Linked DNA regions of Mus musculus: regions 1, 2, 3, 4, 6 and 7 are each linked to region 5. Evidence: chromatin contacts called from public promoter capture Hi-C and targeted proximity ligation data. All regions are on one chromosome and are shown on one strand. The core of a region is the stretch at or near the end of the contact, and the rest is flanking DNA. Distances in the headings are between cores, read along the strand shown.

What was found. Promoter capture Hi-C pulls out the DNA fragments that hold promoters and counts their contacts. Capture Hi-C pulls out chosen DNA fragments and counts their contacts.
Region 1: a contact with region 5 is called in a promoter capture Hi-C map of pancreatic islet. A contact is called at or near these places in 2 of 39 promoter capture datasets (the C10 cell line and cranial neural crest), 3 of 130 datasets of targeted methods (acute myeloid leukemia, large pre-B cells and microglia) and 1 of 9 other capture datasets (pancreatic islet).
Region 2: a targeted proximity ligation map of pancreatic cancer cells shows a contact between it and region 5. A contact is called at or near these places in 1 of 39 promoter capture datasets (embryonic stem cells) and 1 of 130 datasets of targeted methods (pancreatic cancer cells).
Region 3: a contact with region 5 is called in a targeted proximity ligation map of pancreatic cancer cells. A contact is called at or near these places in 3 of 39 promoter capture datasets (cranial neural crest, hippocampal neurons and liver) and 1 of 130 datasets of targeted methods (pancreatic cancer cells).
Region 4: a promoter capture Hi-C map of embryonic stem cells shows a contact between it and region 5, with 3 times the contacts expected there. A contact is called at or near these places in 2 of 39 promoter capture datasets (cranial neural crest and embryonic stem cells) and 1 of 130 datasets of targeted methods (embryonic stem cells).
Region 6: a promoter capture Hi-C map of erythroid cells shows a contact between it and region 5, with 3 times the contacts expected there. A contact is called at or near these places in 5 of 39 promoter capture datasets (the 3T3-L1 cell line, cranial neural crest, erythroid cells and 2 more), 1 of 484 Hi-C or Micro-C datasets (B cells) and 3 of 9 other capture datasets (adipose tissue, liver and pancreatic islet).
Region 7: a targeted proximity ligation map of embryonic stem cells shows a contact between it and region 5, with 7 read pairs. A contact is called at or near these places in 2 of 39 promoter capture datasets (cranial neural crest and hippocampal neurons) and 4 of 130 datasets of targeted methods (embryonic stem cells, extraembryonic endoderm stem cells, large pre-B cells and 1 more).

The regions. Positions count from the first base shown.
Region 1 is chr19:7,018,021-7,021,629 of GRCm38.p6, reverse strand. Fermt3 (fermitin family member 3) reads left to right here and starts at 2,161. Exons shown (of 15, transcript NM_153795.2): 1 at 2,161-2,352; 2 at 2,791-2,964. The coding sequence starts at 2,805. Stip1 (stress-induced phosphoprotein 1) reads left to right here. Exons shown (of 14, transcript NM_016737.2): 14 at 459-934. The coding sequence ends at 531.
Region 2 is chr19:7,239,561-7,242,745 of GRCm38.p6, reverse strand. Naa40 (N(alpha)-acetyltransferase 40, NatD catalytic subunit) reads left to right here and starts at 1,524. Exons shown (of 8, transcript NM_027643.1): 1 at 1,524-1,808. The coding sequence starts at 1,803.
Region 3 is chr19:10,686,633-10,690,077 of GRCm38.p6, reverse strand. Vps37c (vacuolar protein sorting 37C) reads right to left here and starts at 1,343. Exons shown (of 5, transcript NM_181403.3): 1 at 1,099-1,343.
Region 4 is chr19:10,202,386-10,205,553 of GRCm38.p6, reverse strand. Tmem258 (transmembrane protein 258) reads right to left here and starts at 1,352. Exons shown (of 4, transcript NM_026919.1): 1 at 1,290-1,352. The coding sequence starts at 1,292. It overlaps Fen1 (flap structure specific endonuclease 1), which reads left to right and starts at 1,161. Exons shown (of 3, transcript NM_007999.6): 1 at 1,161-1,459; 2 at 1,535-1,866.
Region 5 is chr19:8,940,316-8,943,743 of GRCm38.p6, reverse strand. Mta2 (metastasis-associated gene family, member 2) reads right to left here and starts at 1,824. Exons shown (of 18, transcript NM_011842.3): 1 at 1,362-1,824; 2 at 212-279. The coding sequence starts at 1,389. Eml3 (echinoderm microtubule associated protein like 3) reads right to left here. Exons shown (of 22, transcript NM_144872.1): 20 at 3,067-3,165; 21 at 2,711-2,841; 22 at 2,162-2,614. The coding sequence ends at 2,411. Gm10353 (predicted gene 10353) reads left to right here and starts at 1,354. Exons shown (of 4, transcript NR_165499.1): 1 at 1,354-3,092.
Region 6 is chr19:10,575,980-10,579,226 of GRCm38.p6, reverse strand. It overlaps Tmem138 (transmembrane protein 138), which reads left to right and starts at 1,841. Exons shown (of 5, transcript NM_028411.4): 1 at 1,841-2,143. Cyb561a3 (cytochrome b561 family, member A3) reads right to left here and starts at 2,070. Exons shown (of 8, transcript NM_201351.2): 1 at 1,144-2,070; 2 at 153-245.
Region 7 is chr19:10,016,713-10,020,333 of GRCm38.p6, reverse strand. Rab3il1 (RAB3A interacting protein (rabin3)-like 1) reads right to left here and starts at 2,140. Exons shown (of 10, transcript NM_144538.3): 1 at 1,975-2,140. The coding sequence starts at 1,985.

The DNA.
Region 1 (3,609 bases), core at 912-3,411, 1.9 Mb after region 5:
AGAGGGAATTCTATCATTCTTTCAATGTATGATTTGAGGTTATGTGCCTGAGCATTTTACCTACATGTATGTATGAAGAGGGTGTCAGACCCTCTAGAACTGGATATACAGAGGGTTGAGAGCCACTGTGGATGCAGTAAGTGCTCCGAGTTCTCTCTCCATCAATAACCACTGGGCCATCTCTAGCCCTGAATCCTATCAATCTTAACAGAAAATACTGGTGGTACAGAGAGCCTGTGAGCTTGCTTTTTCTGTTAGTCTAATAGCCTAAGCTTCTGTTGGGAAGGCCAACTATGCTAGGCTTTCAGCTGTGCAGACAAACAGTAGCATAGGCAGGTTCTTTCTGTCCTGTCTGGTGAAAAGGACTTTTGCATGTGCAGGGTCTTTGAGAATGCTCTGCAGCCGAGGAACTTGGGTGGAAGGAGACTTGTTCAGTTAACTGTATCTTCTTCTCCTAGACACTTAAAGAATCCTGTAATAGCGCAGAAGATCCAGAAGCTGATGGATGTGGGTCTCATCGCAATTCGGTGATAACTTGCTTTTCCCCCTCTTCCCTTCGCCAATGAGGAAGGCGAGCTGGGAAGGTGGCGAGCAGCACTGGGCAGAGGGGGGGAGAAGAAAGGCTTATCTTTATATTTATACATGCCTACAAGGAAGACAGACTCATCCAGCGCCACCTCGGGCCCTCCCAGCACACGCATGGTCTCTTCACTGCTGCCCTCAATCCGAGTGTCCTTCCCTGCCCAGTCCTAGCCTCCCCGTCACTGTCTCGGCTGCTCCCCCATAGTTGGTTATTTTTTATTTGGGGCAGTGGGTGCATACGGGGAGGGGAGGGTGTTCTTCCCAACCTAGGGTCCCAGCTGTCTTCACCTGTTCTTACCCACGTCCCTCCTCAATAAAGAAGCCAGTCAGGCGTGGTTATATGTTGCTACGGTCTCCAGTGACTTTCTTCTCTTAAGACACAGTAGTGCTGAATTGGAAGCCAACACAAAGCCTTTTCTTGATGGCCTTGAAAGAAAGGTCGCTGAAGAGTGAGCTGTTTGCTTTGTCAGGGTGGCCACTAGGTGGAAGTGTCGCTCAACAACTGATGACCTACCTGCATTCTGATCAGCTTTGGGTTGATGTTCTGTGCAGTGCAGTCTTAGAGTGAACCTGCTAGGTCAACACTAGAACCTAACCTAGACTCAAGGTGGGTCAGAAAGCAGGCCTGAGACTAATACTGACAACAGCTCCTGCTGCTCCAATCCTGAGCTCCACACCACTATCTTCCTCCCACACTGTGACCAACACTGAACTTCCTCATTTGCTCCCAAAAGACTGCTTCCTGGGCTAGCAAGATGCTGAGTCCAGCACCAGGCTGTACTATGTCTTACGTTAGCCTAAACTAGCTTCCTGTCCCAACCCCAGGACTCCTCAGAGCAGCCTCTCCTAGTCACACTTAAAAAGCCTTACCTTGGGAGGAGAGGTTGGCACATACCCTTAATCCCAGCACTTGGGGCAGAGCAGGCAGATCTCTGAGTTCAAGGCCAGCCTGGTCTGCAGAGTGAGTTCTGGGACAGCCAAGGCTACACAGAAACCCTTTCTGAAAAAAGAAAAAACCACGTCCATTAATGGTAGGCTGCTGCCCTGAAAAGTCTACGTTCCTGCTCAGTTCCTTAGAGCAATTTGCATCCCAGTGCCTGGCATGGACATGAGGCTGTTGGACCACCAGAACCCTCTAAAGAGACGGGATAAAGGGTCCTGGAGGAAATCACATTGAGGTTTTATGAGGCAGAGAGGCTCTAGCATGTCACTGGACAGATTTAAGGCTGGTAGGTTTGGAAACAAGTCCTGTTTAAAGGTGGGAAGGACTTCACTGCTGACTGTAGACAGTCCCACTAAGAGCAGGCTGGAGCCGGGCAGTGGTGGCGCACCCAGCACCACCAGGGCCAGGTGGATTTCTGAGTTCGAGGCCAGCCTTGTCTACAGAGTGAGTTCCAAGACAGCCAGGGCTATACAGAGAAACCCTGTCTTGAACAACAACAAAAAATAATAATAAAAGAAAAAAGCAGGCTGGAGGTGCAACCAGTAGATGCCTGGGGGTGGGGTAAAGAGAACTTTGTGGTGTCACCCCAGCACTGTTCTTCCCTCATTTCCTGTGGTAACAAAAGCAAGGGCCCCGTGGAGCCCTCTGCGTGCTGGCAGTGTGCTTCCTGTACCCAGCAACAGCCCGCCCTGGGGAGGGACTAGTACAACTTTCATGATAAGGCCACTACAGGCTGACCTCTGAAGGAAGCAACTGAGCAGGACCAGGCCAGACCAGGGTAACAGGTGTCCCACTGCCACCTGCAGCTGCAGCCCGTTGCAGGCTAGGTAAGTGAAAGACCCAGGAGGACTCACTTGTCCCCTGCTCCGCCATTCTGTGCAGAGCAGCCACACTTGCCACCACCCTAGAGGCTTGGGTTAGAGTACTGGCTGTGAGCTGTGGGCCAGGACTTGTTTCTGAGATAGGTGGGCCTGGCAGAACTGTGAGTAGGAGAGTTGACCTGTTCTGGTACCTAGCAGGGTACTTTACAATGAGTATTGGGCCTTGGTGTCCCCACCTGTGAAACCTGAATTGGCAGGACAACGTGGACTCTAAGGAACTGTCTCTTCAGCCCAAACACTTAGGATAGTAAGAGGGTTTTATATTGACTGGATCACAGTAGCTCTCTGTACCAGTGTCCCCAAAGCCTACCCACCTACCCAGGGTACCCTAGGACTCCTGCTTATTTCTAGGCAGCCCACTGTCTACTCACCTTGTCTCAGCAGAAACAGCCGCAGCCATGGCGGGTATGAAGACAGCCTCCGGGGACTATATCGACTCTTCCTGGGAGCTGAGGGTGTTTGTGGGCGAGGAGGACCCTGAGGCCCAGTCTGTCACACTCCGAGTCACGGGGGAGTCGCACATTGGTGGGGTACTTCTGAAGATCGTGGAGGAAATCAGTGAGTCCCCGTGACCCTATGTATCCAGTCATGACAGCTCTCCCTGGCTTTTCTAGGCCATTCTCGCCTCTACTCATAACCTTGTCACAGTGACTCAGGCAACAGTCTTTAATTATTTGGTTCCAAAGAAGGTATTTCTTCAACTTCCCCTCTCCATACTTCCTCCAGCTCCTACTGGTTCTGTCTAGTCTCCAAGAGACAGACAACATGGTCCCCTGTGTGTCTTGCCTGTGCCGAGGCTTATTATGTTCCTGAGGGATGGCTAGGAGGTTCCTGGGGACCTGGCACCTACTCTCCTAAATTTCCTCCCCAGCAAACCACTTGGCAGGCTGCTGACAGTGGGTGAGAGGCCCTGCCCCCACAGGAAGTTACGGCAGAGTAGGCTAGGGCGATATCAGTCACCCAGAAGGCCCCATGAGGCTTCTCATCAACTTTACCAGCAGAGAATGAGAGTTATCACTTCCTGGGAGGATGGCAGGAAAGCCCCGATAGTCAGAGCCGGAAGACATCCCACCATGAGCTCCCGATAGTCAGAGCCGGAAGACATCCCACCATGAGCTCCCGATAGCCAGAGACAGAAGGCATCTCACCATGAGTGTGGGTCCTAGGCCTCTGGAATTGGGACAGGGATAGAAGGCAGGTTTT
Region 2 (3,185 bases), core at 275-2,774, 1.7 Mb after region 5:
CCACCCCCCCTCCTGGAATGCCCTGCCCTGCTCCCAGGTAGCTTCATGACTTGCTCTCTGACTCCCTAAAGATCTTGGCTCAACTACCACCACCTCGTGTTATCTTCCCCAAGCATCCTAGATACAATTATAAATCCTTTCCTGACAGGCTTTCTTTTCCTTCATGGTACCCAGGGCACATACTATTCTTTTATTATTTATTTAACTGGCTTATTATCTCCTTTCTAGAAAATACCAGCAGATCTTTTTCCTGTTTGATACTATTTCTTTCCTTCTCTCTCTCTCTCTTTTCTTTTTTAAATTTTTTGAGATTTTATTTATTTAGGTCTTTCAAGCTAGGATTTCTCTGCGTAGCCCTGGCTGTCCTGGAACTTGGTCTATAGACCAAGCTGGCCTCAAACTAATGAGATCCACTTGCCTCTGCCTCCCAAATGCTGGGATCGCCTGACTGTGTCTGTGTGACTGTGTTAGATCCCTTGTACCTGGAGTTATATATAGTTCTAAGCTGCCATGAGTCCTAGGAACCTGGTTCTTTTAGATGGGTAGCCATTGCTCTTAACCTCTGAGCTGTCTCTCAAGCCCCATGGTCCTCCAACCTCTGCTTCCATAGTACTTGGATCACAGGTAGGAGCCACCACACTCAGCTTGGTATTGTTTTCTTTGCTGCCTGAAACAGTGCCTACCACTGCAGTAGGCACTCGCTGCACGTTGCCAGGGCTACAACTTCTCTGAGCAATAAACGTAGGATAATGATTAAAATCTGAAAATTTTAAATTTAAGACTGGAGCCAGGGCGTTCTAATTTTGTGTGTGTGTGTGCCCGCGCTAATAGAGACTCTGGAGTAGGGGTTGTAGCTCAATGACAGAACTCTATCATGTGTGAAACCATGAATTTGACCCTCAGTACAGGGCTGGCAGGGTCAAGGAGGCCAACCTAAGCCAAACCAAGCAAAACAAAAACAACAACAACAACAAAAACCAACCAACCAAACAAAAAAAAACCAAGAAAGCTAAGATTTTGATTCCCGCCTCCACCCCAGATTTCAGGGTTAGTCCCAAGGGTTTGCAAACTGCTCTATCTCCCTAGGTGATTCCCATGCAGGTCATGTGGAGGTCACACTACCCAGATGTCTGCTCAAACTGAAAAAAATAGGACCCAGAACACCTGAGGTCTTTAGTTACACAGGAGTTACAAGCTCCTTTAGGACACAAACTTCTGTATCCTCTGGGTTCAGCACAATGTATGTGCATGTTAATGCCGTGTGAACGAATGTTGAGAAGGATGAATGGGTATAACAGGACTTGTTAGAAAAGGCATGCCAAGGGTCAGCTTCTAGAAGTCAGAATGCTTCCAGACTTTTGGCTGTGCCTGCGCGCCTCAGCGAAGGCAGCCCGCACCACCGCCCACCAAGTGGCTCCGAGGCTAGCTTGCTCCAGGCCGGCGCGCGCCCTTCCGCTCCGCGTGGTCGTTGCCATAGTTACAGACGCGGACCGTCGAGGGGGCGGGGCCGGCGCGTGCGCGTCATTCCTAGCGCGACGCTCTGCCGCGCCTCCCGCCTTTCTGTTCTCAGGCCTTCCGCGCGCACGGCAACCGTTCCACCTGCGCGCCTTCGCGCTCGCCGCCCACTCTGGTCCGGTTCTGCGCCGGCGCGGGGCCCTCTAGGACGCGCGGGGGATTTGTGAGACGCATGCGTAGTGCGCGGCCGGCCGCTTCGCTGTCGCTCGGGTTCCGCCGTTGCCACCTCCCTACGGGCAAGTGCGAGAGGGGAGCCGAGGGCCGCCGCCGTCGCCGCCGCCGCCACCATGGGGGTAAGTGAGGCTGGAGAAGTAATGGGAAGTCCACAGCTGCCGTTCACCCTCTGCGTCCTCATTGTTTCGTGAACCCCCTCACGTGACCCTGACCCCTTACAGTCTCACGTGACCCCCGGCCCCCACTTGACAAGAGTTCCCCACGCCTCGTTGTAAAGGTCCCGGCGTTGAGCCTAGCCCAGAAATTCTCTGGGAGCCCTCTTCTCCCCCCCGCCCCCCACTCCGTTCTCTTCGTGCCCCTTCCTGCCTCTCTGACCCCCTAGAAGGCCTCCCCACTCCCGAGCCCCTGCTGCGTCCCTGATATTAGCCCCTTGCTCCTTGAAGACACCCATCATCTGGCTGTCACGGTCCTAGCGGTTTCCTGCTACCCGAACTTGTAGGGAACTGAGGCAGGGAGGCAAGAAGGCGTATGGCCAAGGTCACATTGATATGGCTTGGGCGCTGGACCCCATCCGGTGACTCCGGAGTCTCGATGGAATCTGCTTCCCACTGCTCAAGTCTCTGCCCAGCCAGTTCCCCTACACTTTTGAACCGTCTGCTACCAGCTTCTTCCTGCTTCAGATGAAACGTAGTCTTCCTTACCACACAGGCATGCCCGTTCAGCTTCTGGCTGCAGTAAAATGGATCTTAGAAGTTGGATTGTTCTTAGTCTTGTTACTGCAGGTGGCTTGCAATGGAAGAGGGGGTGGAGGTGTACAGATGAGTAGGGGGGATGGGCTGGTTATAGTCCCAGCCTGGATGTATAGTAACCACCTGTTATGGTCTGACAGCAAGAAGATGCATTTCCATGGCCTTTCCTGGGATATGCAGATCTAGGGTTGGGCAAAAGCACCCTCCTAAAAATGTAACTCTCTGATCATAGGGTTCGTGTGGAATTTGCAACACTTTTAGCGAGTCCTGACTTTGAAACTAGATGTGCCTCAGTGGCAGCCCCATCTTTAACGGCTAGTGGCATGACCCTGCAGGTGATGAGGCCTGGCTTGGTTTTATTCCTATTTGTGCGATGCACGTGACCTCCTCTTAGGATAGTGATGAAGATTAAATGAGAAAATGGATGTAAATAGCCCACTAGGTGCCTTTAAGCAGTAGCTGCTATTTTGCTTATATTCTCAGCCTCACTTCAGTGATCTAAAATAGATTGGTGCTATTTTTATTCCTTTGGGTTTGTCCCTACTGTCACTAACCTAGATTTTTTTTTTTCCCTCTCTCACAAACAAATCAGCTTATTAGACAAAAGTAGTCTAGCTTGTGACAAAACACTTATTTTGGGATCAATGTCAAAACAAAACTTGAGGGGCCTGGGGTTACATAGCTCCGTAGTAGAGTGTATGCTTAACATATGTGAGGCCCTGAGTTCAGTCTTCACAAAAACCTCAA
Region 3 (3,445 bases), core at 94-2,593, 1.7 Mb before region 5:
CTTGGCAAAACAGCAACAGAAAACAGCCCCACTGAAGCACTCCATCATGTTTTCTACTTAATGGAAATTACAAAGGCACTGGGCCAGATTTCCAAGACAATCTTACGAAAAAGGCTTTTTTTTTTTTCTGGGCACTATGACTGCCAAGAACAAAGACTCATTTCAGAGTCCACCATTTCACCCAGCAGCCCTCAGTTCCACAATCCCCAGATCAGGGCCCTCCCTGGGCCCCAAGCAAAGAAGAGTCTTTCCCTTCTAAGTCCCTCTATCACCACCATTTCTAGCTGCAGGACTGACAGTCACTGAATGTGGAGTGGCACGCTATTGGTAGAGACACCTGGAAAATATGCAGGGAGCGATGAAGGAGCCCTGGTATCCGTGAAGTTTCTTGGCTCAAGGTGGCTAGCCCAAATCTGATTGACAAGGTATAGGCTGGACTCAAGAAATGTGACCCTGATGATAGTCCACTCTACCAGTAACTCAAACACATCTCTGGGAATGTCTTGGCCCACCAAAAAAAAGTGAAAGAACACCCCTAAACGGCTGTGAGGGGAGAAACAAAGCAGAACCAGGCACATGCTGGGACCATACACCTGGAAGGCCCAGAAGTAAGGATGGCTCAGCCATGCTGGACAGTTCAAGTCGGGGTCCAGAAGAAAGGGGAAGAACCCTTACCTATTGCTAACCTGGGGAATGATACAGGCCAGCAAGACAAAGGCCAGAGTCCCTCTAACTCCACTATATCGCAGGGGCAAGTCAGAATACACACAGGCCTCAGTTTCCCAATCCGTACAAGGGGCAAAGAGGCTCTTAATGACACAAAGGCCACAAGGTACTCCTACAGAGGGTGAAGGGTTGCGTGGCGTTAGCGGATAGGTGGGAGGGGGCGGGGCTGAGGCGACCGGCGAGGACAGCCTCCCACCGTCCATCCCTCCCACCCCACTGCAGGGGCGCAGGCCCGCGGGGAGTCACGCGCCCATCGCGCCCAATCGCCGGCTTCGGCCAGGAAACCCATCTCTGAGTTCGCCGGCAACGCCCCCGGCACGGTAGGCCGCTGCCCGCCGCCGCCCGAGACCTTCCCCAGCGGCGCTCACCTACCGGGGCCGCCGCTACCGCGGGCAATCAGCCGCTGCCCGCACTTCCGGGATCCACGAGCCCCGCCTCTACCGGATGTGACTTACTCCCGCGTCCAGCTGAGAACGAGCCGCACTGCCCCTCCGCCGCGCCCCGAGTGTCCTGCCTTGTAGGCCTAGGGGTGGCCACGATACCTGCACTCAGACGCTGGTGGCTTCAGGCGCCACACCCGCGGAAGGCCACTCGGCCCCGCCCGCGCGGGGGAAGGCACCACCCCTAGCCCCGCCCCCGCCGTAGGACTCCGCCCATTGCGAGTACGCCTGCGCAGACTTGCAGGCGTCCCTTCGTTTGCTCTGAATATCCTGAGACAAGCGTGGAACTTCCAAAGGGAGGCTCCAGATGGGCTCTTATTGCACCACGGTATCCCCGGCCTGCTGCGCACACTCCTTTTTATAGTTTGGCCTCAGGACTAGAATGGCTGCGGTCCTGAGTCCCCTTCAGACACTGCTAACAGCTCTGAGCTTTCCTAAAAAATCACCCTTTGTCAGGACCGTAGATTGCTCTTACTCGTCTGTAGATGAGTGTGTAAGCGTCAGACTTGATCCATCCTCACTCGCCCAGAGTGACAAGCCTCAGGAAGGGATGGAAACAAACCAGCCCTGAGAGGTGAACGCCATTCCACTTTGGCTGCAGTGGTTAGATTAGCTTCCAGCCTAAGAAAACCCTGCCACCCTTTGTTATACATTAGAACTTTTGTTGCTAGTGGCAGAGACCAGCACAAATTGGCCTCTTCAAAATGGTAATTGCTGGGTCATACAACGAGAAGTCCAAAGGCCCTAAGTGATACCAGGCTCAGTGTCAGAGGCCTCCACCTTCACTTGACTCTGACTTCTGTCCACCCAAAATGGATCTCACCTCAAAGAGAAGGAGAGAGCCAAGAAAGAGTGACCATGACATGGGACACAGGTTCAGGTTGCCTTAAATAACATGTTCCAATGTAAAAGTGCTTTTGTGAAGTCTGTACAGTAACAGAATAAGGCTACCCCAAGGCATTTTACAAATACATTGCTGGGACCATCAGGCCAGTGGGTAATGAGAAATTAGGGAAAATCTCTGTTTGGGTCTGAGGTGCTATTTGATTACATTTTAGCTTTGGGGTCTGCTGAGTTAGTGCATCCCAAAAGGTTTACCCGATAATCACATTGATATGAGGTAAGGCACAGAAGTGAGCAACATTTATTAAGGAGAATAACAATAATTATCAGTTAATTGGACCCTGTAACATCCCAGCTTTCCACAATCAAGAAGTTCTAATCAGTCAACAGAGTTGCAATTTTATTTATTTATTTATTTATTTATTTTTGAGGGGGGACTTCCATCTTGTAAGTTTCTCTTTTGGGTCATCGAATTTCATCAAGATCTCCCACTTTTTCTATTTCATATTCTAGATCTAAAATGATCATCATTGTCCCCATTGGTCAGAACTCCCTCCCCTTTACTACCTCATGGGGTCCCTGGGTACTCAGGTCTCAAGTCCCCTGTGCTGTCCTAGAACTCTCAAAGTAGTCAAGAGTAAGCTCTCACCTCTACCTGGCAAGTGCACAGTGTTATGCTGTGCTGGAGACACAACCCAGGCCCTGCACACACACACTCTCCCCTACCTCTAGCACAGCTACTACAAAAGGAATCAGGACAGACGACAGCTGTGCCTGCAGGTGACTTGCTTGAGGTGCTACCTTTGGGGGCCACCCAACATGATAGGGGTTCAATGCTGTTTGTTTTGCAAATACTTCATTTTGTAAGAACTCAAAGTCAGAGTGAGGACTGTTGACAGCCGCTTCCAGAAAGCCTGCTTGACACCATTTCTCCATGGTTGGGAGAGCCGGCCAGGCCAGTGAACCTGAATGTTTTTGTCCTTTCTCTTATGCTGTGTGAGTTGGGTTTTTTGGGTTTTTTGTTTGTTTGTTTTTAATTTTGAGCTGACAAGCAGACTCCATTTTGTGCATCATTATATGCAGGTGCTGGGAACTTCTAAAGCTAGAGCCCAAACAACCAAAACCCGAGAAATTGACAGAAGTCTGCTGCAGACCAAACACGGGGTCTGTCAGTGCCAAGCACTGGTGGTAGACCTTTTGAATAGCCAGACTTGGAGCATAACAGGAGGGAGGGAGAGCAGTGGCAGGAAAAGGTCTCGTGTGAGAGGGGGCACTAGGAAAGATGCCTTGACTTGGCTTCATAGAATCCCCAAAGCAGCCCCAGCACTAGTTGGAGCCACAGGCTGGGCCAGAAGGCCACATAGCTATTCTTTCAAATCTTCAGCTGGCCACTCCCAGCTACTAGACTAGACCTCAGACCTGGAAGACACTTTGTC
Region 4 (3,168 bases), core at 103-2,602, 1.3 Mb before region 5:
AAACAACAATAACAACAAAGAATGGCAGCAGCCACTTTCAGTGAGATAAGAGCAGCTAAGAGTCAGAGGATAATGGCTCTTAGGGGTTTCTAGCTAATGATCACTATGTAAGTCATGGATCTGTCTGGGGGAAGACACCTAAAGAAAAACGCTTGCCCACAATTCCCACTGCTTTTGGATCTGTGTCCAGACTCTAAGCCGTTAATTTGTACAGGAAGCCGGAGCCTACACTAGTACAGACAGCTCAAATTCTAATGTAGGAGTACTGCTTTTCATTGCCTTAGGGGGGAGCCACGGGGATCTCCTGGCAGAAGACAATTGGGATAATTCTGGCCCTACTGAATCCTCAGTCTGAGTTAAGTAGTTATAACACTGTTTGTGTCACAGGGCTGATGCATGATTGGAGAAAGATGAATGTTGACACATCTAGTTTACTGCCCGGCACAGAGTAACTGCTCAATAGGTATTTGTTTCCTTCCTAAAGTTGCAGAGAAGACGATGAGATAATCCCTGTGAAAGGGCTATAAACGTAAAGTTCTGTACAAATGTTAACTTCCATTGTCACTTTCTTGCCAATGTTTCTAAAGTCCAGAACATAACAACTCCAGAGAAGTAGACTGAGCCCATTGTTCTAGGAGACACAGGAATTCAATTCAGTAAACAATTATGTCCCCCTTCCCCCCTAAAAGAGCCAAGGACAATCGCTGCCATTTATGGAACCTCCAAATGCAGGCCCAGTGTTGGGCAACAGGAATACAAAGACGAATAGACATCATCCCAGAACTAGATGCACGTCAGATGGTGGTCACTAGGAGGCGTGGCAGATTAAAAAAAAGAAGTCCAGGAAACGTGGCAAGAGGTGTGTACAGACTGAGAGCTCCCAGAAGACAAGACAAGTACCTATGAGAGTTACAAGTGTTTTACCAGGAAATGGTATTTATACAAGGGCCTTGCGGGATAAGTAAGATTTCAGCAAGGGAATCCTTCCAGATAGAGATAACTGATCATAAGAAAGAAAAATAAAAACGCGAAGGTTTTCAAAGTGCACCCTGTGACCTTCAGAATTATAGTCAACAACATCATAAGCACATTGTGATGGAAACCTCAGCCTGAGGAATACACGGTAAGGGGCTTGCTTTCCCGTCCCTAACTCAAACTAGAGTTTCAGCGGCGTCCCACCCACCGGGCACTCCATACTGAGGCCTCCGCGGAAGAACGCGGTGAGGACCGGGCACACAAGAGCCCTAGGTCCTGGCCACAGCACTGTCCGTTAACTCCCATCATCTCACCATTTTGCCCCGCACAGGATAAACCACCGATCCGCCACCGGAAGAACACGTCGGCAGGAGCAAGCGCACTGAGCAACAGGAAAAGGATGTGGTCCCTTGCGCGTGGCATTGTGGGACTTGTAGTCCCATGTTCTCAGGAGTAACGGGAACTAGGACTATGCGGACCTGCTGTGAGTAGCATGGAGTCGGACTGTGGGAAAGGGTGGTGTGAAGTTTAGGTTTTAATTCATTTTTTCCCCAGAAAGAACGCCCACTATGAAAGCTGCTATCGGACCTGGTGGGGCATACACTACATTTCCCAGGAGGCTGTTCGCGCCTGGCAGATCACGTGACGAGAGCGCGGGCTTTGGAAGGCGGCGAAGCTGGGAACGATACTGAAAGAACGGGCTCGGGACTGTCCAGAGAACGCTGTGGACTCCAAACCACTGCTAGCTGCTTAAGGCTCGTGCACTCGAGACGGGGTGAGGTCTCGCGGAAGCGTCTCTGAAAGCGGCAGAGCCGCGGGAACAGCACCGGGCAGCCCGGGCTTGGGCCATTCGCTCTGCTCCGAACATTCCTCTTCGCCGGTAGGAAGAAGGTAGTACCCTCCTTCCAGTGAGGACTCAGAGACCAGAGCGTGTTCATCCTAGGGCCCTTGTGAGGAGTATGGAGCGGGGAAGTTCTGTGCCTTTAATAAGGAAATGGGTTCATGTTCTGCTGACATCCAGAGACAGTGCTTTCTTGTATTTCTGACTGAGGCAGGTGTTGGAAAAGCCCCAAGGACATTTCTGGTGAAGGGAAGTCTGGAAGACTCCGTAGAACAGTGGGGCCCAGTTAATACGGTGATTAATCAGTAGGCCTCTGGGGAGTGGGGAGCAGGGGAACTAGGTGTGTTTTTATCCTGCCTGCAGCCATTTCATTTAAGGCTTTGCTATCTGGAAGGTCCTGTGGAGGCGGGACTGAGACTATCAGGACAGAACAGGTTTCCCTCTGTGTGACATGATGGGTGGTAATAGCCTGTATTCATTCTAGCAACGTAGTAAGTGAGGTGTGAACCATATGGTTGACTAGGGAACATGGCACGGCATCTGGTGATGTGTGTATTCCATCTGGGTTTTTGGTTGACCGGTTCTGCAAGGCAGAAATGGTTATTCATTCTTATTTAACAACTCAGAAGTGACTTGTGTTACACAATCTTGAAGATGTAGAGCACTTGCTAGCAGGAGTGAGGGCTCTAGCTCAGTCCCCATTGTTATACCCACACACAGAATACCAGATTCAAGGATGAGTTTTTTATTTGATTTCTGGTCTGAGGATTCAACATGGGACTCCATGCATGCTAGGCAAGCCACTGTACCAGGGAGAGCTACAGTCTTTAGCCTTAAGACTGAGTTTTTGCTGCTTGTATTCTTAGAGGAACCACAGTAATACGAACCAGGAAGAAGTAAGGAAGGAGGGCAGGAAGAAGACCAAAGAGAGAAGCAGGCCTCTTCACTAGGCTTCTGTGCTATACAAGTAACGTGTGCTGAGGTGTTTGTAGTCAGGAAGGAAGGGGACTATACAGGGCCACTTGGGCTTCAGAAAAGACACAGTGAAGTAAGACTGGGAACAAATTAGAACAATTGACAGGACTTTCTTTTTTTTTTTTTTTTTTTTTTTTTAAGATTTATTTATTTATTATATGTAAGTACATTGTAGCTGTCTTCAGACACTCCAGAAGAGGGAATCAGATCTCGTTACAGATGGTTGTGAGCCACCATGTGGTTGCTGGGATTTGAACTCTGGACCTTCGGAAGAGCAGTCGGGTGCTCTTACCCACTGAGCCATCTCACCAGCCCTTGACAGGACTTTCTTATGGTGTGGACACACTAACATTGGGCGAGCAAGATAACCTTAATAA
Region 5 (3,428 bases), core at 575-3,074:
TCAAAAGCAATATCTCCTTAAGGGTCTAAGTAGAAGAGCTAGAAAAACTTAGCAGTAAAGACTTAATACTCAAAGATAATTTCAGAACCAATGAAAAGGGTCTCCATGAGTTTAAGATCAGCCTGGTCTACACAGCAAGTTCCAGGCAGCCAAGGTTACATAATAGAGAGACCCTGTATCATTAAAAAAAAAAAAAACCAACTCCACTCACCTTATTGAGCTCCTCAATCCGTCTAACCAGGTAAGGATTGCTGGAGGAGTTCTCAAAATAGACGTAATCTGTAGGAGGTGGGGAAGAAACAAGAGGATCAGAGGAGAGGGCACCCAGATGAAAAAGTCGCTCTGTGTGGACCAAAATGAGACAAAATTCTAGATAGAGATGAAGTGGAGATGAGCAAGAGGAGAGAGTTAAGAAAATAAGTACTAGTCATTAGCTGGACAGTGGTGGCATATGCGTTTAATCCCAGCAGTCTGGGAGACCAAAGCAGGCTCTTGGTTCAAAGCCAGCCAAGTCTACAGCTCAAGTTCCAGGACAGCCAGGGTTACACAGAGAAACCTTGTCTCAAAAGAAACAAGGGGGAAACCTGCCTCAAAAAGGAAATGGGGGGTGGGGGAAGAGAAGAGAGAAAAAAAGAAAAAAAAAAAAAAAAAAAAGGAAGGAAGGAAAAGAGATATTATGGAAATACTTTGCCAGGCAGTGGTGTCACACACCTTTAATTCCAGCAGTCAGGAGGCAGAGGCAGGCGGATCTCTGAGTTCGAGGACAGCCTGGTCTACAGTATGAGTCCCAGGACAGCCAAGACTACACAGAGAATAAACCTTGTCTAAAAAGAAACAAGGAAAAAAGAAGAAAAAGGAAATGAGTTTTTACCCCCTACCCCTGCAACACCCAGTTCTAAAGTCAGATCTTCACTCAAAAGTGAGACTTAAGAAACAAGAACAAGAATTTCCCTGGAGTCCATACAACTTTGCACTCAAGTTGCATCCTTGTATAGGAGAATTGAGTAAACTGTTCAGGCCCCACCTTCGCGAACGCACAAGCCGCCACAGAAAAGAAAACCCCTGCGCGCCTAGCCCCTAGCGCGGCTGGCCGGACGGTGGGTCACTCGGGCCCCTTCCAAAGCCAAGGCCACTTCCAGCCCGGCGATCCAGTCACAGGTCTCAAGAGCACCGTTACGGCTGCAGGTAAGCCTCTGCGGTAGACTCTGCGCCCGATAGCGTCGCCGCCGCGGAACCATGGCTCTTGATTCCGGTTCCGGTCGGTGCCGCGGCCCACACGACCCCAGATGTGGCTCCCCCGCGCCTGCGGACACCGAGTCTCCCTGATCCCGGCCTCAGCCTCTTCCGCTCAGGGTACTCACCTCCCACCCGGTACATGTTAGCCGCCATGGCCGTTCCCGCCGCCGCCTCCGGCCACACAAAGAGGTCCCGGAGGCTCGCGGGGGCAAAGCTCAGCTCCAGACGAAGCCCCCAGCGCGTGGCTGACGCTTCGCGGAAGTGTCGATGGGGCCCGAGCAGCCGGCACCTCTGCTCGCTCAGCCGCCGCGGCTCATCACTGCCCGCGCGACGACGACACTGCTATAGCCTCACGCCGGGACACCGAGGCCAGCTCCGGTCTACTCGGCTTCTTCCGGAACGAGCTCGATTCCTGCCTGACCGGAGTGAGGTTCCAGCTCCTAGCGTCCTCACCGAGTCCCAGCAGACGTCGTGCGGTGCCAACCGCTGGCAAGGTTTGCCCTGCCCGCGTCCGGGTTCGCCTCCTTCCGGAACACCTTCGGCCGATCCGGAGAACAAGGCCCAGCGCTCGGCTCAGGTCGGAGAGCAAGACCCCGCAGATCGGCCACTTCCGGAAGGAACTCGGCTCCTTTCGCTCAGCCGCGGCCTCGCGCTCGGTTATTTCCGTTGCAGCTCGACCCCGCCCCTGAGGGCGGTGAGGAGCCGGAATTAACTCTTTGCACTATGGGTCCTAGCAGCTCCCCGGCAGTGGCGTCGAAAGGCGCGCGCGCGCCCTCACTCTTCTTGAGGTTATTTGCAAGCCGCTTTGCCTGTTATTTGCATATTTGGTCTGAACTCCCTTTTCTCTTCCCGCCCTGCACTTTTTTCTTTCATCCTAACACAACTGGGCCCCTGAGGGGACCCGCCGCACAAAAGCACCAGGCAGTTACTTTTTTCTTTTTATTGCCCCTCACCGAGCAGAGGGTGTCGGAGCTGGGTTGCCTGGCTCAGCCAGCAAGTCTGTTGTTATTTTGTGTGCAGTGGGGTGGTTAGCCCCTCCAGAAAAATGCGCAATTGGGAATGTATGAAGTCAAAGAAAAAGCCAGCACAGGAAAAGACTGTCCTTGGTCCTAGGGGTTTTGGCCAGGGTGGGGCCAGACCACAGTACCAGAGGGACAAGACCATCCAGCATCAATCACACGTCCAGGGAGGAGGCAGGGGACAGAGAGGGCGTTCTAGATGGTGTGGCAGGAGCGGGCCCAGAGCTCCCTGCCCCCAGCACTCGCCACTGAAAGATGCTAGCATCCTTGCCACCTAAGGAGACAAGGTATGAGTCGTCGTGCGTGAACCGGACACTAGTCACATGGCTGCCATGGCCTGAGTACATACGACTTGGCGCCTAGATGAGAGAAAAAAAAAAAAAAAACAACTGGTTGCAGCAATGGCAGGGTACCAAACCTACCCACCTGGGCCCAATGGTCCCCTGAAGCCTCACCTTGGCTCGAGCACATGGGTACTGAAAGAGGTGTACTTTGCAGAAGTCGTCTGCCACAGCCACCACCCGTTCATTGTGGGAGCGGCAAAGGGAGTTGATGTCTGTCCCATCAGAGCCATCAGGCCACACACCTAACACAACAGGTGGCCTGAGTCAGGCTGCTACCACAACCTAGAGTTGCAGTGTTTCAGGTCTTCAGGTTGCCACTGCGCTCCAGACAATCCCAAGGGGCCTCCTAGCCTGGATTTGCCACTATGACCCCCACCCCGAGGTGGCACACGCCCAGGATTCTGAGGGCAGAATGGGTTCTTCCTTGTTTCCCCAGCCCTCCTAACGGATTCCAGATCCTGGCTCACCATAGACGTGGAAGCCCAGCACACAGGTATAGGTAGCCCACTCCCGGTCTCTGCTCTCATAGCGGTTCCTCAGCAGTTTGCAGCCTCCAGCCACATCCCCTAGGTGGAAATCGCCTACTCAGCCGTCATTCTTCCCTCACTTGACGACATGAACTGATCATAGGCATAGCGTCCACTATGAACCCCACTGTGTGCTTCCCAAGTTCTCACTGACTTGGCTTGGCTTTAAGTTAGGCCTGCATGATGGTGCAGATCCTTAATCCCAGTCCTAGTGGGGCAGACAGATCTCTGAGTTGGGGGCCACCCTGGTCTACAAACGCAGGTGACAGAGGGAACCCTGTCTCAGAAACAGAGAATGTAGC
Region 6 (3,247 bases), core at 592-3,091, 1.6 Mb before region 5:
ATCAGAAGTTCAAGGCCAACCTCTGCTACATGTTTGTAGTTGAGCATAAGCCCAGGCTAAATAAGACCCTAGCCAAAAAATAAAAAATAAAAATAAAGGCAGGGGTGTGGGGGTGGAAGGCTTGGCCATTAAGAAGTTAAGAGAGTACATACTGGTCTTGCAGCACACCACAGCTGAGTTCCCAGCACCTACATCAGCTCACAGCTCCAAGGGACCAAATACCTACTTCTGGCCTTCACAGGAACCTGCATACACATAACATTCACATACAGACACATTTGATGAAAAGGAAAGGCAAAACATTCCAAACCAACCCGCATCACTCCAGTTACAAGTCCTGGACTAGCACTTTGCCACAGGCTTAGAACAGATGGGACACTTTTCTGACAGAAGGCCGGAAAGTTAGTTACATTGCTGTCTACAGTTCACAAATAAGCCCTCTCTTTTCCTAAAATAGCAAAAGCAAGGAAAAGAACGCAGGCAAAGGCTGAGACTACGCTCTCACTTGCACTGAGAGAGCAGTTTGTACTAAGACACCAGACATGCTCACCACTGCCGGGTCTCCTGTCCTTGCTTGGCTGAGCCCCATGCTCAAGGAGGGAGTCCACAGACTCTTTAGGCTGTTTGGGCTTGAAGCCTCTGTCACAACTATATTCATTCTTGGCTGGTGTAATATAAGAGTAGCCAGGAAGGGTATCTCAACAAATGAGCATGGCTGTGCCTCGTTAACACCACAGACACTGATGTCTAAGTTTTACATGATTTTCACATTTCACACAATATGATCCCTCTGCCCCAATAGTTTAAATATGTAAAAGCCACTCAGGGTTAGATGTATGGGGTGTAGTTTATCTACCTTGATTTAAGAAGTGTACCGAACCTCTATTTAATGTTTTCCTCAATTCACTGGCTAAAGGATTCTCATAGGCTGAGCTAAAACAGAATCAGTCCCTGGGTTAAGAAGTGAACCTTCCATTACTCTCAGGAAAAGGCTGTACTCCAAACACAGTTACTTTTAGAAGTTAGAGCTACAAACAAAAAGACCAAAGGGCAGAGTTAGTTGTTTCCTCCTCAAAGACGGAGGGACACTAAGAATTCTGGGGACCAGATTTAGAGTGCAAATCCTATAAACCTGCATCTTACAATTCAAAAGTACTGCAGCGCCGGGATCCAAAGAAGAGTAACTCGGTCAGGCAAATGGCAAGCCTGGTACAGGCACCCAGTTCCTGTGTTCAGTTCCCAGAACTCATTTCCAAAGGCAGCCCCTCCAAACGGCAGGACTCAGGAGTGAGTGACAAATAATATTCCACTCAGGAGTGTGAATAAAGTCCACCTTAGCACAAGTGCTCACAGACCGGTCCTTCGTCCTTCGGACAGTCAGATTTACTCCAGGTGCAAGGGGGGTATGACGGTGACTCCTTTAGTCAGGTTGGTTCTAGCAAGTCTTAGATGAGACGCCTTTTGAAAAGCGTGAGAGCCTCTACGAACACCACCTGCGGTATGGAAGGGGCACGGAAAAGTGTCCAATTCTTACGAGGAAAAATAGGCTGAACGCCGAGGTAAGACAGAGCGAAGCAAGGAAGCGGCGGAACCACCACTGGAACCCATAACCCGGCTCTCCCAGCCCGGGTTCTATCCCACCCTTAGCCACACAGTGGGACACCTTGGGGGCAGGTCTCTGGGACCCGCCGGTCAGCGAGAGCTGCCACTCCCTAGGCTCCTCTTGAACCTCGGAGAACTGACTTTCCAGCAAGTCTGCAGACCACGGCATCCGCTACAGAGGGCGCTAAGTGAGATTTTTATAGGCTCGGCCACTTCCGGGGGTGAGCTGGGGCGTCTGGGAAATGGGGTTTGCAAGCTAAGGGGCGCGTTCCTGAGCGGTCCGATTCCTAGGAGCGCTGCGTCCTATCAGCCTTGTCTCTAACCACAGACCCCGTCCAGAGACAGGTGAAATGCTGGGGTTAACAACCTCACGCTAGGGTCGGCCCTCAGCGAGGCAAGATAGAAGAACCGGTCACAGGGAGAGCCTGAGAAAGCAAAGACCCTAACATGGCGGGCAATTAGCAATCTACTTCCGGAATTTAAAGCCAGCTTCCGGAAGCCGAGCGAGTGTTCCCATGACAACCGACGTCGGTTCCTTGAGGTGCGTGTAGATGCTGGGGATCATAGAGTGGCTGGAAGTCAGAATTTTGTGTTGCTATTGCTTTTGCTATGAGTCTTTTGCCGAGGCCTTTCGGTCTGTGAGCGGATTGGGACTGGTGAGGAAAACCGTGTTAAACTGGAGGGTGCTCGACCGCGTAGCCAGAGCGAGGGGCGTTTCTGCCTAACGGATGCCCTTGGTAGAGCCTTACCAAGTGGTGCGTTTGACTCTACTCATTTGCGAGCTGGAGGAAATGACTCTATTTATGCGTCCTTGCCTATAGCCAGGGGATAATTCTTTCCTACCTTGCAGATTGTTATGAGGATTAAAGTAAATTCTCTTGGTTAACAAGATTATCATGGCGCTGGTACCTAGAGAGATATTGTGTGAAAACTCAAGCCCAGAGAAGTTACATTCATATATTTAAAGAGAGAGAGAGAGAGAGAGAGAGAGAGAGAGAGAGAAAGAAAAGAAAAGAAAACCACGGGGCTTTTCCACCGCGGAAGGTGGACGGGTTCCGGACCCCTCAGAACCTTTGCAAAATGAGGGTTATATGCACTAAAATGGCTGCTTTTCAAGTCCAGGGATCAAGTAAAGTTATAAATATGCTCCCCTCACTTGCTGCCTCAGTGTTTCTGTCATAACCTTTATAAAGTTCCTCTAGGAGAGTACTTTGTCTTCTCAACTCCTTCTGTATGTGACACTGTCCATTTCTATGAGGACATATTTCTCACCTACTTAGATAGCACTCTATAAATTATGAAATAGGCTGGTTGTATAGTGCCTCTTAGAATACCACTCTGCCACCTACCAGCTGTGGAATCTTGGTCTAATTAGTTACCTTTGCTGAGCCTCAGTTTTCTCATCTAGGAATTGAGGGAAATAAGAATTGATTTTCTACCTTATGAGGTTATTATAAGATTTTAATAACATCTGTGATTGAAACAGTTCCTAGAGTGTTGCATGAAATATATAAGGGTTTTATTTACTACCATTACTACTATTATGTGACCAGGCTGTCACTGCTCTGTAGTAACCCTAAATATTCTTGGTTAGAGTTGTGTATTTGTCAGGTGTGGGTAAATTCCTGTAGAACAGGCTCTCAGG
Region 7 (3,621 bases), core at 891-3,390, 1.1 Mb before region 5:
GGTTACACAGCCCCGCTGCCCGAGTCCTTGCGCAGAGCACAAAGCTCTAGATTCCATTCTCAGCACTCCTAAGCCAGGCATTGTGGCACATGCCTGTCGTGCCAGTACTTGGGAGATGGAGAGAGGGACTCATCCTTGGCTAAATGGGGAGTTTGAGGCCAACCTAGGCTACATGAGACCCTGTACCCACTTCCCCTACTCCAAAAATCAGACTCGTGTTGCCATTAATTCAGAGTTCAAGGTTTACCCTCAGAAGGATCTCTACTCCTGGCTCCTACAGGGCCCAGTCACTTCTGCTTATCGCCATTTAGGACTCTGCCATAAACAAAACACCATAGCTCAGTTCAATTTACAGTAGGAAGCCAACCTCCAGAAACCCCAGAATGGCCGGGCTCCAAGCTTTCCTGGGCTAGGATACATACCTCCTAGGATATACCTCTTAGAGCTGACATGACCCGGAGCATGGTCCCTCTCACCTTCTGCAGGGAGTGGAGTGCTCCAAGGCCCCTAAGTCCCCAGAACATTCTAGACACTCAGACTCGGATCCCTATGTCCAAGGGCTGGGAAGACGGCTCAGTGGGTAAGAAGGCTCTCTGTGTAAGCCTGAGGACCCAAGTTCAGATCCCAGTGTGGTCATCATATGCACCAGCAAGCTCAGCACTGCGAGGGGACACAGCACCGTGAGAATCACTGGCATATACTCGCCACCAGCTTGGCTCAACAAGTTCCAGGTTCAGTGAGAGACCTGGGAATACAGAGAGAGACAGGACACCTGACATCTCCTCTGACCCTCCTCCTCCCCCAAAGTGCTCAAGCTGGCTCCAACCCAGAGAAGGGGGTGTTGTTACCCTGAGGGCCATACAGCAATTGTCTCGGTCCACCCAGCAGAAAGGCTCACAGCTTCCTTCAGACCAGGCTGCTCCTCAAACACACAGCCCCAGGCACATGCATTCCTCCAAGCACAATTGCCTCCACCAGAGGCAGGCACCAGGAACCCACCCAAAACACTTCCCAAGCCTAGCTAGCCTCCTTCCCTGGAGCAACTCTCCAAGAAACACAGGCTGACTTCTGCTCCCTCTAAAAGATCAAGCCAGCCCACACCCCACAGGAGCTCAGTTCTAGTGCCCTGGCCGTGTCGAAGCTGCATGGTTCCCCTAGCATTTCGACTCCAATCAGCTGGGGTCCGTGAGAGTAAATAGATCTCACCTGTTCCCCTCCCCAGGGCTCTCCTCCTTCCGCCTATCCTCTGCCTATCCTGAAACAGTCCTTAGCAGGAACAACCGCAAGACCTAGTCTTTGCAGTCCTGGAAGGAGGAGGCGTTTGTCTATTTAGACAAGAAAGAACATCAACCTATGTGAACAGGGAGCAAGGTCTCCTCCTATTAGACTGGCCAAGAACAGGAGTCAGCTTCAAGAACCGATGGCCCTAACAGATGGAAGTGAGGATGAGGGGTGGGAAAGGGGTTCACCCAGGACTCAGGGTCTGTGCCTATCTCCCTCCAGACTGTGGGAAGGTACCACCCACCTCACATCTTGAATCAGAAGGTTCTAGTCAACTAGCTAGGGATGGACCTTGGAGAGACACAGCTAGCTTTCTCAACTGCACTGCTTCTCCAGAGTTCATGGGTGTGCTCTCCTTTAAATACGTGCCCCAGATTTACTTTTGAGGTATGCATACTACTATGCACCACCCCCACTACCACTTCTCTCATGCACTCCACTGGAGCTAGGAGTTGGAGGGGGTCACCCTTCTCACCCTGGGGCAACTCAGATCGGTCCTGCCAAGGTCCTTTCAGCTCTCGGGCTGCAGTGTGTCCTCATGCTACAATGCACCTCGCTGCTGCAGGCAGGGCTGAGAGTACAGATTATCTCCCAAGTGGGGTGCAAACAACAGCAGTGAGCCCCTGTTCACCCATCCCAGGAGGCCAGCACGGCCCAGACGGAGCGCAGAGCCACCGGCGTGCAGGGACCTACCCGCTCCACATCCCAGCGTCTCCGCCGTAGCCGCGTCCTCGCGCGCCGCCAACTCTGCCGGGGGCCCCAGAGCTGCCCTGCCGCCTGTCAATCGCTCCACCGCCAGTCTGTCCCGCTGGCCGCCCTGGGTTTGCGGCTCCGCCCCACCGGAGCCCTTCCCCTGCCCTGGGCGGGTCACGTGTCTGAGAGGCGGGCCCCAGGCCACGTGCCCGGTCCCGCCCCTTTGCCGGCCCAGCCCTGTCCCTCTTGCTGCCTGGGGACAATGACCCGCCAGAGTGAACGGGACTGGTTCCATCATCTTGCATCCAGAGCTGGCCTCCGCCTTTCCCTATCACTTTCTGCCTTGCACTTTTGGTCCACCCTTGTTTGAGAACCTACAATGGCTCTCGGGGGTGGTCTCAGCTCTGTTTCTCGCTCAGATTGTCACTCAAAGTGGACAAACAGCTCCTGTACCCTCATTCAGACTTCTAGCCCTGTTACCGGTCTCTGGAGCTCTTAGATGGCATCAATCCCTGATTGACACTGGGCTTCTGGGAAGGGGGCGGGGCAGACCCTGAACAAGTTATCATTCGTTGAGCAGTTTAAGCTAAGAGAGCGCTACCTTGGCCCAATCTTACCAGCTCTACTTCCAGGTCCCTCCTCTTGCATCTCTGAATACTCTGTTCGTCCCTGCCTTTCAAGCCATCCTAAGCACAGGAGACGTCTCTGCCAACTTCGCTAGCACCTGTCTGTCCCAGGTACTTAAAAAAAGATTTGTAAAAAGCTTAGTCACCTGTCCCTCAGTTCCTATGCCCTCCTTTTATCCTGGCTCTAACCACTGACCTGAATGAAGTTCAGCCTCAGATCAGGATCCAATAAGTAGAGCCCATAGTCAACCTCTCCTTGAGTACTGCTAGACCAGCTCCCACAGGCAGCGTCTACAGTGCTCCCTGGGCTTGTAAGAACACATTTCACTCATCCATCTACACAACAGCCGCCCCTTCTGAACTGCTAAGGACCACGTGAAACGAAGAAATTCTCCAGGCTGGAACCCCAGCCTCCCTCTCTCCTTTCCCTTAGCCCCCTCTTCTCTGAGGGTGTTGGTCATGTACCACCTAGATTGGTCTCCAGCTTCTGGGCTGAACTAATACTTTCTCCTCAGCTCCCTCAGTGACTACGACCACACGCTTGGCTTATGGAATTCCAGTATGGTAAATGGTAGGAGAATGGGAGACCTGCTTTAAAGGACCTCTACTGCCAGAACCTTGACTTGCCTAGGACCCATCTTCACCAACTAATAGTGGCTCTTTTCAAAACAGAAAAGCCAGGGTGTGGTGGCACACACCTTTAATCCCAGCATTCTGGAGGCAAAGACAGGCAAGATCTCTGAGTTCAAGGCCAGCCTGCTCTACAATGTGAGTTCCAGGACAGCTAGGACTGTTACACAGAAAAACTCTGTCTCAAAAAGCCAAAAAAACAAACCAAAATAAAACCCTGCAACAACAAAAGAACCCCCCCCCCCAAACAACACAACACAACACAACACAGAAAAAGAGTTAGGCTGGAGATGGCTCAGCCAGAAAGGGTATGCATTGCACTTACAGAGGACCCACGTGTGGTTCCCAGCACCCATATCAGGCAATTCAAAACTCTGACTCCAGCTACAGG